Regions from separate parts of the Mus musculus genome. Here region 2 is linked to region 1. A link is a contact called in public capture Hi-C data. All regions are on one chromosome and are shown on one strand. The core of a region is the stretch at or near the end of the contact, and the rest is flanking DNA. Distances in the headings are between cores, read along the strand shown.

The links. Capture Hi-C pulls out chosen DNA fragments and counts their contacts.
Region 2: a capture Hi-C map of embryonic stem cells shows a contact between it and region 1, with 2.9 times the contacts expected there. The contact joins the promoter of Mccc2 here to the promoter of Cartpt in region 1. A contact is called at or near these places in 1 of 39 promoter capture datasets (cranial neural crest), 1 of 115 datasets of contacts at active chromatin or transcription factors (large pre-B cells) and 1 of 9 other capture datasets (embryonic stem cells).

What each region holds. Positions count from the first base shown.
Region 1 is chr13:99,897,336-99,903,726 of GRCm38.p6, forward strand. It overlaps Cartpt (CART prepropeptide), which reads right to left and starts at 3,348. Exons shown (of 3, transcript NM_001081493.2): 1 at 3,141-3,348; 2 at 2,622-2,705; 3 at 1,148-1,691. The coding sequence starts at 3,299. The coding sequence ends at 1,584.
Region 2 is chr13:100,011,664-100,018,054 of GRCm38.p6, forward strand. It overlaps Mccc2 (methylcrotonoyl-Coenzyme A carboxylase 2 (beta)), which reads right to left and starts at 3,976. Exons shown (of 17, transcript NM_030026.2): 1 at 3,723-3,976. The coding sequence starts at 3,851. Bdp1 (B double prime 1, subunit of RNA polymerase III transcription initiation factor IIIB) reads right to left here. Exons shown (of 39, transcript NM_001081061.1): 39 at 6,331-6,391.

The sequences.
Region 1 (6,391 bases), core at 2,098-4,597:
CCTCATGATTGTGAAAGACTAAATACTACACACACAGTCAAAATTGTCTGGGGCTATCTTTAAGAAAAGTAGCCTCTTGTTTTCCTGATTGAATACTCATCACTAATTGCCTTCCGCTCTATGCAGAAGCTACAAGTCAGTGTGGAGTCCTTGGTAGGCCTCCAGCTTTGATCAACCCTAAAGCTAAGGCTGTTGGATAGCAGCTAAAATATACAACAGACTTCCTCCTCTTGCTGTTGCCTGCCTGCCTAAAGCTCCTACCAATGTACTTGCTGGATCTATTGATTTATGATTTTCTTTGTTCTGTGGATGGAAGAGTTTATATAACTTCTTTCCTTCCAGAGAATGTCACTGAAGGTAACTTGAATACATGCACCCAGAAGTTAACCACGTAGATTTGGCTCAGAATAAACCATTTGTTGGCTTTAAAGCAGGGTTCTTGTATAAAGATAGGACTTATTGGTTTACACACACACACACACACACACACACACACATTCAAACATAGGTTCCCTATACATTTGTTTGCTGAGTCTGACTTATTTCACTTAACATAATGATTTCCAGTTCCATCCACTTTTCTGAAGATATCACTTCACTTATCTTTATGGCTGCACACAATCCAATTGAGTGTCTGTTGCACAAATTCTTCATTCATTCTTTTGTTGCTGCACCTCTACGGTGATTCCATTCCCTGGCTTTTGTGAATAGTGCAGTAATGAACACATATGTGCAAGTGTCCCTGAACAAGGCTCACTGCTGAAAACCAAGGTCTGAATAAGTAACAGTGTGCTTGTTATCTCAAACCCAACCATCTCTACCCCTCCTCTCTCTCTCTCTCTCTCTGTCTCTGTCTCTGTCTCTCTCTCTCTCACACACACTGGGAAGAGAGAGAGAGAGAGAGAGAGAGAGAGAGAGAGAGAGAGAGGAGAGAGAGAGAGACTACCACCACACCTCTGTAGTTAGCACACAGTATGTATACTGAAGCTGGTGTAACACACTCCTAATTAATGATCAAAACTCCTTGGAGCTGAGGTGCTGCTCTCCCAATAGACAGCTATTTTTAAAATATTTCTCTTTCAAAACAACAGCATGATTAATCCTATTATTCCTATTTAAATTACTTATGTAGAAAGAGCCATGCACTGTGAGCAATTGTTAAAAATGCTTTATTATGTGTAATTTGTACATGCTTCAATTTGTGTGGCTTTAGGGCAATTTATTTTCCGGGTTGTGATGTCATCTACCCAAATTAACTAGATCTAATTCTCATTGTGACACACCACATACAAAAATACAGTTTTAAAACGAAGTTCCTCTTCTTCCCAGAAAGATTCACAAGAATGTGTCAGATGGATAAAACAAGAAAAGAAATCTTTGCACACACACCAACACCATTCGAGGCATTCTCCTTCACACAATGATGTCAAATCTTTTATTTTGAAGCAACAGGGAAAGAGCCCATCCGCTCTCTGAGGGGAACGCAAACTTTATTGTTGCTAAAGCCAGGCTCCAGGGATAATGGAGCGCTCCTTTGGGGGAAAGAGGGAATATGGGAACCGAAGGTGGCGGCTGTCGTCCCTTCACAAGCACTTCAAGAGGAAAGAATTGCAGGAAGTTCCTCGGGGACAGTCACACAGCTTCCCGATCCTGGCCCCTTTCCTCACTGCGCACTGCTCTCCAGCGTCACACTGTCAACAACACAACCGATGGTTACTGGGGTCCCAAGGGAGCTTCCTCATGGTACCATCAGCTCAGGTCGAAGCAGTCAGATCCGAAGCCCAGGGGGCCTCGGGCTTATAATTTCAGAAAGAGGATATTTAAAGGAAGAAATTTAAATGACTGATCCCCTCCTCCTACGTTCTTCTGCCTTTGGGGAGGGACCACAATTTCAGCTTCCTTTTCTCTTTATCTGAAAGGGGCGGGGGGGGGGGGAAATCACCCAGATTCTTGCATCTAAGAAATATACACGCCTTTAATCCCAGCACTCGGGAGGCAGAGGCAGGCGGATTTCTGAGTTCGAGGCCAGCCTGGTCTACAAAGTGAGTTCCAGGACAGCCAGGGCTACACAGAGAAACCCTGTCTCGAAAAACCAACATATATATTTTTTTCTCATAACCTTTGTTTTCTGCTTTCCCACTTCCTTGCTCAAAGAAGGAAAAAGTGTGTGTGTGTGTGTGTGTGTGTGTGTGTGTGTGCGCGCGCGCGTGTGATTTTTACCTAGAGCTGTACAACGAAGGTGACCAGTCCTGAAAACTTTTTATCACAGAATTTAAGAAAGAAAACAACAACGAAATGATACAAATAAAGAAAAAGAAAAAAAATGGTGGTGCTCTAGAAGGAATTAGAGAGAACTGAATAGATTCAAGGGCTCTCCCATTTGAGATGTTTCAGAAAGTACTCCCACTCAGATCATGAGACTGTTTTCTGGCCCTAAGTAGCCTGTTCCCTCTTGTTCTTAGAGACCAAGGAGCAAAGGGGCGAGGGCAGAAGCAAAGAGGACGTTCCAGATAAATTCTTCACCTAGCTGCTCAGCCACCTGCTAGAGTAAAGACCGTGTGTAAGATTCTAGGCAATCTTTTCTCGTGGAAAAGTAGGGAAAAGGGAACCCGGAGCCTTACCATGGGGACTTGGCCGTACTTCTTCTCGTAGATCGGAATGCGTTTACTCTTGAGCTTCTTCAGGACTTCTTGCAACGCTTCGATCTGCAACATAGCGCCGGGAGCCCGAAGTTGCCGCCTTGGCTGCGAGCCCAGCGCAGGTGCTCACTTTCAGCCCAGTTATAAGGAGCCCGGGACACACAACCGCGGGGCAGCAGGACTCGGGGGACAAAGGGGAGTAGATACTGGTGGAAAGGAAGCCAGGCGGGCAAAGTCCCTAGACCTGACCTCACCTTCCAGAGCCTCCAAGGAGCACACTGCCCAGACCGGCCACAACTAGGGATTCGCTCGACAGACAGCCCGCAGCCCGTGAACTCAAATATCTTTGTCTGGTAGAGGGTACCCAGGGTACTTTTTTTTTTTTAATCCAGCGTCAGGGGCTCTGCCTTCTGGGATGGGACTGGGATAGAGGGGGACGCACGCAAAGCAAGGACCCTGTGGTAGTCCAGTGGGGGAACCCGAGGCGAGGGAAATACTGACCAGCTCCTTCTCGTGGGACGCATCATCCACGGCAGAGTAGATGTCCAGGGCTCGGGGCTGCAGCTCGGCGTCCTCCTGGGCACGGGCACCCAGCAAAGGTAGCAGTAGCAGCAGGGCGGCGCCCAGGAGGGGTAGCAGCCGCAGGCGGGAGCTCTCCATGGTTCTGGACCTCCTCGCTGCTCGGGCACTGCGCTCTCCGGCTTCTTATAGCCGGTTGAAATCGGGTGCCGGGAAGAGGGAGGGGGAGAAGAAGGACGGGGGTGTGGAGGAGAGCCCGGGTCAGCCGTCTGTAGGCAGCGCTCCGCTGCCGTTTGACGTCAATGCCCGCCGGGCTCCGGGAGCCCGGGAACGAGGCTCTGCGCACAGATGGGCTAGAGCGCAGAAAACAAGACCCCGTGCCCCGAAACGCTGTCCGCCCCGCAGCCAGGGAAGCTTCCCTAGGGGCCAGAGCTGAAACTGAGGGGCAAAAGGTGAGGGAAATGGAAAATGCCTTCGGGGCAATGAACAAGCAGAAGAGTTGTTTTCCCTATCTTAGCCGTGGTAGATGCACCAGAGTTCTGCTCATAGGCTCTGCTTTGCCTCCCTAATCCCCAAGCCCCGGGTGTAGCAGCAAGAAGGATATGTGGACTCCAGCAGGCTCACTTGCTGAGCACAATTCTAGGAAAGCTAGGGAGTGAGGGAGATGATCAGCATACTAGACGAAGGGAAATTATGTCCTCTGCACCAAGGGCTCTGTAGAGGCTGTGTGATACTAATAACCCGAAGAGGAAAGTAGAGTAACTCAACTGAACGGGAGCGAGAGAACCGGACGTGGTACCAGTCCTGGGCCAATCACTTCCAGAGTCTGTACCTTAGCACAAAGTTAACCTTTCTGATGGGCTGACAGATGGCTCAATGATTAAGAGCACGTGCTGTTTTTACAAGGTCTGAGCTCGAGTTCCCAACACCGCAGGCACCTGCACTCGTGTACACATACTTACACATATATGGATAATTAAAACTAAAGTAATAGCACATTTTTAAAGAACCTCTCCGAACATCTATCTTTGTCTTATAAAACCGAAGTTGGAAGAATGTAACACTGGAAGGATGGAATTGACGGCTCTTGTGTACAACGTTCCTTAGTTACCCTCGCCACAATAAACACTAAGTTACCCTCGCCACAATAAACACTAAGTTACCCTCGCCACAATAAACACTGAGTTACCCTCGCCACAATAAACACTGAGTTACCCTCGCCACAATAAACACTGAGTTACCCTCGCCACAATAAACACTGAGTTACCCTCGCCACAATAAACACTGAGTTACCCTCGCCACAATAAACACTGAGTTACCCTCGCCACAATAAACACTGAGTTACCCTCGCCACAATAAACACTGAGTTACCCTCGCCACAATAAACACTGAGTTACCCTCGCCACAATAAACACTGAGTTACCCTCGCCACAATAAACACTGAGTTACCCTCGCCACAATAAACACTGAGTTACCCTCGCCACAATAAACACTGAGTTACCCTCGCCACAATAAACACTGAGTTACCCTCGCCACAATAAACACTGAGTTACCCTCGCCACAATAAACACTGAGTTACCCTCGCCACAATAAACACTGAGTTACCCTCGCCACAATAAACACTGAGTTACCCTCGCCACAATAAACACTGAGTTACCCTCGCCACAATAAACACTGAGTTACCCTCGCCACAATAAACACTGAGTTACCCTCGCCACAATAAACACTGAGTTACCCTCGCCACAATAAACACTGAGTTACCCTCGCCACAATAAACACTGAGTTACCCTCGCCACAATAAACACTGAGTTACCCTCGCCACAATAAACACTGAGTTACCCTCGCCACAATAAACACTGAGTTACCCTCGCCACAATAAACACTGAGTTACCCTCGCCACAATAAACACTGAGTTACCCTCGCCACAATAAACACTGAGTTACCCTCGCCACAATAAACACTGAGTTACCCTCGCCACAATAAACACTGAGTTACCCTCGCCACAATAAACACTGAGTTACCCTCGCCACAATAAACACTGAGTTACCCTCGCCACAATAAACACTGAGTTACCCTCGCCACAATAAACACTGAGTTACCCTCGCCACAATAAACACTGAGTTACCCTCGCCACAATAAACACTGAGTTACCCTCGCCACAATAAACACTGAGTTACCCTCGCCACAATAAACACTGAGTTACCCTCGCCACAATAAACACTGAGTTACCCTCGCCACAATAAACACTGAGTTACCCTCGCCACAATAAACACTGAGTTACCCTCGCCACAATAAACACTGAGTTACCCTCGCCACAATAAACACTGAGTTACCCTCGCCACAATAAACACTGAGTTACCCTCGCCACAATAAACACTGAGTTACCCTCGCCACAATAAACACTGAGTTACCCTCGCCACAATAAACACTGAGTTACCCTCGCCACAATAAACACTGAGTTGCCCTCGCCACAATAAACACTGAGTTACCCTCGCCACAATAAACACTGAGTTGCCCTCGCCACAATAAACACTGAGTTGCCCTCGCCACAATAAACACTGAGTTGCCCTCGCCACAATAAACACTGAGTTGCCCTCGCCACAATAAACACTGAGTTGCCCTCGCCACAATAAACACTGAGTTGCCCTCGCCACAATAAACACTGAGTTGCCCTCGCCACAATAAACACTGAGTTGCCCTCGCCACAATAAACACTGAGTTGCCCTCGCCACAATAAACACTGAGTTGCCCTCGCCACAATAAACACTGAGTTGCCCTCGCCACAATAAACACTGAGTTGCCCTCGCCACAATAAACAACACTGAGTTGCCCTCGCCACAATAAACACTGAGTTGCCCTCGCCACAATAAACACTAAGTTGCCCTCGCCACAATAAACACTAAGTTGCCCTCGCCACAATAAACACTAAGTTGCCCTCGCCACAATAAACACTAAGTTGCCCTCGCCACAATAAACACTAAGTTACCCTCGCCACAATAAACACTAAGCCTCCTGGTCCCTTCCCCTAGAACTGTGAAGTCGTCCAAAGACTGTGTGTCCCCTGTCTCAACTTTAACTCAGGGCAAATTGAACCACCCACCGCACTCATCCTTCCCACTTTCTCTGGTACTCCAAGAATTCCAGAAATTAAAGGAGTGAAAAACGCAGCTCCCTGATTCTGGAAAGATCTCGAGAGATCAGAAGCCAAGGTGAGCCAAGTCTTCTGGTTCAGG
Region 2 (6,391 bases), core at 2,726-5,225, 110 kb after region 1:
TTTTAATAGGAAGAAGGAAAGCATTAGAGTTGCTTTATGCAGATGAGTTGAATTTGTAGCAATTCAAAATGCATTGTTATACAAGGTGTGATGGGGGATGCCAGTAGTTCCAGCTCACAGGAGGAACTGAGGCAGGAGGATTGCTTGAGCCTCCGAGTTCAGACTCAGTCTGGGGAGCAGTACATCGAGATCCTGCCTCTCACAAAAATGAGCTACACAACAAAATAAATACAAATGTAAATATATGACTCAGAGCTGGGAGTGAGGCCATAGGTCTGGAACCTTGGAACTCAGGTGGCTGAGGTGGGAGAAAGGAACCGAGTTTGGTCATATTATGAGAGTCTACATTAAAAAAACAACAACAACTCTTTTTTAAAGTAAGGAAGGAGTGAGATGACTCAGTAGTCAAGAGCACTTGCTGCTCTCTCAGAGGACACTGATTCAATCCTTGGAAGCCACACAGAGGCTCACAACTATAATTCCAGTTCCAGAGACTCTAAAGCCCTCTTCTGGTGTCCACAGACACCAAGCATATACACACAGTGCATATAAATGTGCAAACACTCGTACATATAAAATAAAAATAAAATGCTAAAGTATCTCAATGTACACTGTCTATGACTTGTTTTATATCTAAGGACACACACACAAGCATTAAAAGTAAAAAAGAAGAAAAGCCGGGCGGTGGTGGTGCACTTGGGAGGCAGAGGCAGGCGAATTTCTGAGTTTGAGGCCAGCCTGGTCTACAAAGTGAGTTCCAGGACAGCCAGGACTACACAGAGAAACCCTGTCCTGGGGGGAAAAAAAAGAAGAAAAAATAGTCTATGTAAAGGTAGCCAAAAAAAAAAAAAAAAAAAAAAAAAAAAAAGAAATGGTCTCTTCTTCAAGAGTCACAAGTAAATAAAGTCAATTAAGATATTTAGACTAAACTGCCATCATTTTGCCCTTTGATAACCCATAATAGCTGACCCAAAGTCACCAACAGATGAGGGGAGAAAGAAGTCAGTATCTGCTGCTGTGACTGACTGATGTTTGCCACCAAGCGCATCATAACAGACGATTCAAACAAACCCAACATGACATACCATCTCTCCCAACTACCAAACTCAGTCTCAGTCTATATCAAGAGCTCTACCGTTTACCTCACTATACTTTTTGGAGTGAGAAACTCCAATATCCTGCATGACTCATTTCTCTCCTTCCACTCCAACATCAATTCCTAACTCCCACCAAACTCTGACCCAGTCTCCTCCCACCATCTGAGTCCCAGATATGAAACTCAGATCAACAGGCTCAGTGGCAAGTGCCTTTAACCACTGAGCCATCTCTCTAACCTTGGCACTTAATTTTGAAACAAAGTCTCATTATGTTGCCTTGTCTGACCTCAAACTCCTACTCAACAGGTACTCCCATCTCAACTGCCCGACTGCTAGAACTGTATGTACAACCATGCCTAGTTTACACTTTAATAGCCTAAGTTTAATGTATCTATATTTAATACTTTGCTTGCATGATCTAGAAAAATCCAGTTGGAGCTGACACAGTGGCTAGTTTTCATGGTACCAGAAGTGTTGTGCAGGTCACTTAAGAAATCAATGGTCTTACTCAGTGCTGGGCCCTGCATGTTGCAATACCAACCTCCTAGGTAAGCTATGCCCACTGGTGCAGTGGTGCAATGGCTGTTAGGTGACAACCACCATGTTCAGGTTGGAGTTTGAGGTCTAGTCCACAAACTGGAATTCATGCCTGGTACTGTAAGCCCGATCAAAGCCCTTGGCTTGGGAGGTCAAGGGCTCTAGGGGAGAATGTTCTGATGAATGGACCTGTCAAACTATCTGAAAATGTATGTTTATACATGTATATTAGTGCTGCTCTAAACCTCTGTCCGCGAAGCTTCTCTATGGAGTGGATAGCAGCTAATGGAGAGATTGATAACTATCTAAGTGCCGAGGATAAGCAACTGTGAGGTGCTCAGTCTTAAAATGAGATAGTTACACCACACACACACACACACACACACACACACACACACACACACACGCACGCTTAGGGAACATCATGTAAGAGGGAGTGGAAATACTGGAAGAGCCAAAGGCTGGGGAGGAGAGCTGTCCTCTGGATGTGACATAGCTATTGTGCTCATGAATTCACTGCAGTTGTGGCTACCTAAACAAGACCCGCACAAGACCAAGCCAACGATCAGTCAACATTGTAGCAATTAGCAACAATAGGACTCAGCTAGTTTTTAAGGTGGTATTAAAAGGTATTAGAAGGATATGGGAAGGTAGGTGGGAGGGAGGGACACATTGGGAAGTGTCTAGGGAGACTGGGAAGGGGAACTGGGAACAGATAACATCGAGATACACCAGCTGGGCGTGGTAGCACACGCCTTAAACCACAGAAGCAGAGGCAGGTGATGACCATGCTCAGCTTGGTCTACAGAGCTGATCTACAAAGCCAGGACAGCCAGGGCTACTCAGGAAAATAAAAATCCCTGCCTCAAAACAGACAAAAAGATACACTGTATTTCTGTATGAAACTGTCAAAACTAAACAAGATAGTCCTAAAAATAATAAAATAGCTATGTTCAAGGAAATGGTTGGAACTAGAGATCATCACAGTAGGGAGGCAGGGAAACAAATACCACATTTTCTCTCACATGCAGAATCTAGGTTAGATGTACAATTTAGGGACATGAAAGTATAAGGACTACTTGGAAAGAGAAAAGGAGACAGCAAAAGAGTGGAGAGGAGATAAGAGAGTCATGTATGTACATATAGTGAAGTGTATTTATTACTTTGTACAATTAGTATATAGTAGTTGTATTTTGTTGTAGTGGTGGTGGTAGTTTTTTTGAGAAGTTATTTTGTAACTTTGGCTGTCCAGGAACTGGCTTTGTTGATCAAGGTGGACCGAACCTCACAAAGATCCACCTGCTTCTGCTCTGTGTGCTCTAGGTGCCTTCAGCCCTTCAGGGCTAGGACACCTCTTACCACACAGCCGCACAGCTATCTGATTTCTAGTTAACGTTTCCCAGCCCCAAATGACTTTCATTCCTACACATCCAGGCCAAATACTTAAAATACCGCACAAACAACTTAGTGCTTAACTAAGTTAACTTCTTCCCTGGCAAATAACTGCTGGTTCTATGAATAATTCAGACGTTATCTGTAGAGGCCATGAAACAGATTTAAATGTTCCAGCTTTGATACTTCACAAATTATGAGTTGCTTCTTTGGCCAGGGGAAGCCACTCAGTCCCAAGAAAAGCTATGTAAAGACATTGTGAGCTGTGTATTGTTAATATAACTATTAAGCGGAAGAGTGTAAACTATCGTGCTATGGTAGTTCCTAAAGGTGGCTGCCACAAGACCGCTAAAGAATATACCCAGCCATGCAAACACGAGGACCACAACTTCGTGATTACAAAGTTGCCAAACCGGTCTCGGGCATTTGTAAGTTGTCCAAGCGACAATGCTTTGTGGGGTTTTGAGAACCACTGATTTGAGTGACACAAAATGCCAGTACCAGTCCTAAAAGTGAACTAAAATCTCACTGGAACGACTTCCTTCTGCAAACTTCACAGGACCCTACTGAGTCCCAGAATGACGCCTGAAGCTGCAAAGGAAAGAACAGCAGAGATCCAAGCATGCCCACCCTCTGGCCTCCGATGACTCCGGGGCAGGAAGGCGAACAGGCCTCCAGGACGCTCGCTCAACCTACCTGGTAGGTGGAGGAGGCCGAGTCAGGCTGGGTGCCCAGTCGGGCCACTGAGTCCCCGTGATAGGCACGCTGCGGGGGTACAGCAGCCCGACAGCACGGTCGCAGAGCTGACCTCAGCGCGCCCCACATGGCGATGGCAAACACCCAAAAGAGAAAGAGAGCGGCCCTGCAGCTCGGTTCTGCAGCTCCTGGGGGCTGCTCCTCCAGAGTCCTTGCAGCACCAGCCCTGGTCCATCAGCTCCCAGGCCAGCCCCGCACACGTGCCATCGCAGACCACCTCCAATTGGTCGGCGCTGCGCGCCACGCCTCTCTACTCCGCCAATGAGGCGCAGAAGAGCAGCTGCGCGAGTCCAGGTTCCATCGCGAGCCCAGGAACACTGGGCCGAGTAGAGCGAACAGATAAGTGGCTGCTGTCCTGCCGAAGCGTTTGTCACAAGCATGCACCCGCCTCTAGCCCATGTACTGCAGAGCTTCAGCACACCTGATCATTTTTAGAATGTGACAGATTGTAGACATCAGTACTGGGATCTTCACACCAATAAGGATTAAAAACACTCTGCGAAGTGCCTTAGTGTTGTTTTGTTTTGTTTTGACTCGCACACTTTATTGAATGCTTACGTGTTACTACAGCATGAGCAAAGTAAAAGCGCCAGGAGCATCAGAAAGATGAACAGGCTAAGGAGAGGGTCGGCTGTGCCCTAGGAGGAAAGATGCTGTAGGAGAATAGCACCCGAATAAAAGCCAGATTGGGTAGAAACACATAACTAAGATGGGAGCCAGGCTTGGTCGCTCTGTCTCCCTTGGGGACCATAGACTCTACCACTCTGCAGCTTCAAGAAAGAAGCCCGACCCACAGAAAACTATGGTAAACCAATTGATAGAAGGCTTGTCAAAGTTTCTGTAGCTTACTAAGTGAAGAGTCCACAGACTACTAAGTGAAGAATTTAGAGGCTAGGGTGGGCAACAAAATGAGACATTGTCTGAAACCAACTGTTTTAACATGAATCTTGAAGACAATGTCATCATACAAATAGTGTTGGGCTGAGTGGTAGAACGCTTGCCTAGAATGCAAAAGGCTCTAGGTGTGTGTGTGTGTGCGCGCGCGCACATGCACACAGAGGAGAGAGAGAGTAGGTGAAACATGCCTACTATATTAAATGGTGCTAATTTAGAAGGAGTGGCACTTTGTGTGTACAGACGTGGGTACGGTGTGTGTACAGAAGCACACATGGACACATGGAAGCTGGAGAATGTCAGTATCAAGCCATTACTCTGCCTTATTCCTTTGAAACCAAGTCTCTCACTGAACTTGCAGCGAGGTGTGCAGCTAGAAACCTCTGATCCTTCTGCCCCTGCTCAACCCAGTGCTTTTACCCACTGAGCCCTCCCTAGCTCCAGAAATGGCCAGCTTTTTTAAAATCTAAGAAAAACGAAGGCCTAAGTCAAATCAAAGTGAGTTCACCATGACATAAGCATTCTATCTTGCTACAAGCCGACCCCAAATAAGATCTTGTAATGTGGAAAATAACTTAAAGATTCACATGGCATCCAAGAAATGTAAAAGAAAACAAACCAAAGCAGAGCATTTGAGCTGAACGAAACATTTATTCCTGGCAACGAGGCTAAAAGAAAATAATTTCCTAGCAACTCCAGCACTCAAAAGGTCAATTAAGAGGATCAGCAGCTCAACCTTAGCCCGGGCTACACAGTGAGTGTGCAGGCAGTGTGGACTAAGCAAAAGTGCCCAAAATGTTTCCTCTGCTTTTCACTTAGTTAAAACTGTTTACCTTTGACCCTCCTACCGGTCCCGAGAGTTCCCACTGCTATCCAGGTGCCTCTCAAATTCATGGCTTATTCCTTAAATATATACACGGGTGGGAATAACTACACGACGCGGGCTGCTGAGTCTGTGTAATGGTGCCCATGTTTGTAGGCTAGGCTGAATACTTGGGATTGAAGTGTTAGGGTGTTAAAGTGTACTTGTAATGATGTGTATGCCCGAGGGACTGTACACACATATGCACCTGAGTGCAGTTGCCCAGAGGCCAGGAAAAAGGCCCTTACAGCTGAGGTCTTTTACAAACTGCCCACATCACCTGACCCATGCTTGTGAGAGGGTGGCTTAAGAGCATAGAGACACGTAGCTGAGGAGAGAAGTCAAAATTGTTTTTTTTATTCCTGAGACTAAAGCTTCAATTTCTTTCCTTATATAGAAAACAAAGCTTGTGTGTAGGGGAGGAAGGAACAAACTATCTTGCATTGTTATATATAAAAATTCATTAAAGGATGAAAGGAAACAAAACTTCAAACATAGAACCCCTTCATAAGCATCAAGAATTCTTCCAGCTATACTATGGATGTCTCTCTCTCTCCTTCCTCTCTCCCCCCTCCCTCATTCTCTCCTTTCTTTTTTCTTTGGAGACAGGGGTTCACTACCCTCAATTCACTCCTCCTGCCTTTGCATGTAGATTCTGGGATTACAGGCTTGTGCCACCATATCTGGCAATACTATATTTTTATAAAGTATAGACGATAATTGAAAACAGAAACCAATTAACTGAACATTAGCATCATTAATGCCTTTGTTGTTTGAAAAGGACAAAACAAGAATGGTATAAAATAACTTTTATTTACATAATTTTTATCTACAGAACATTACTGCTTTCTTT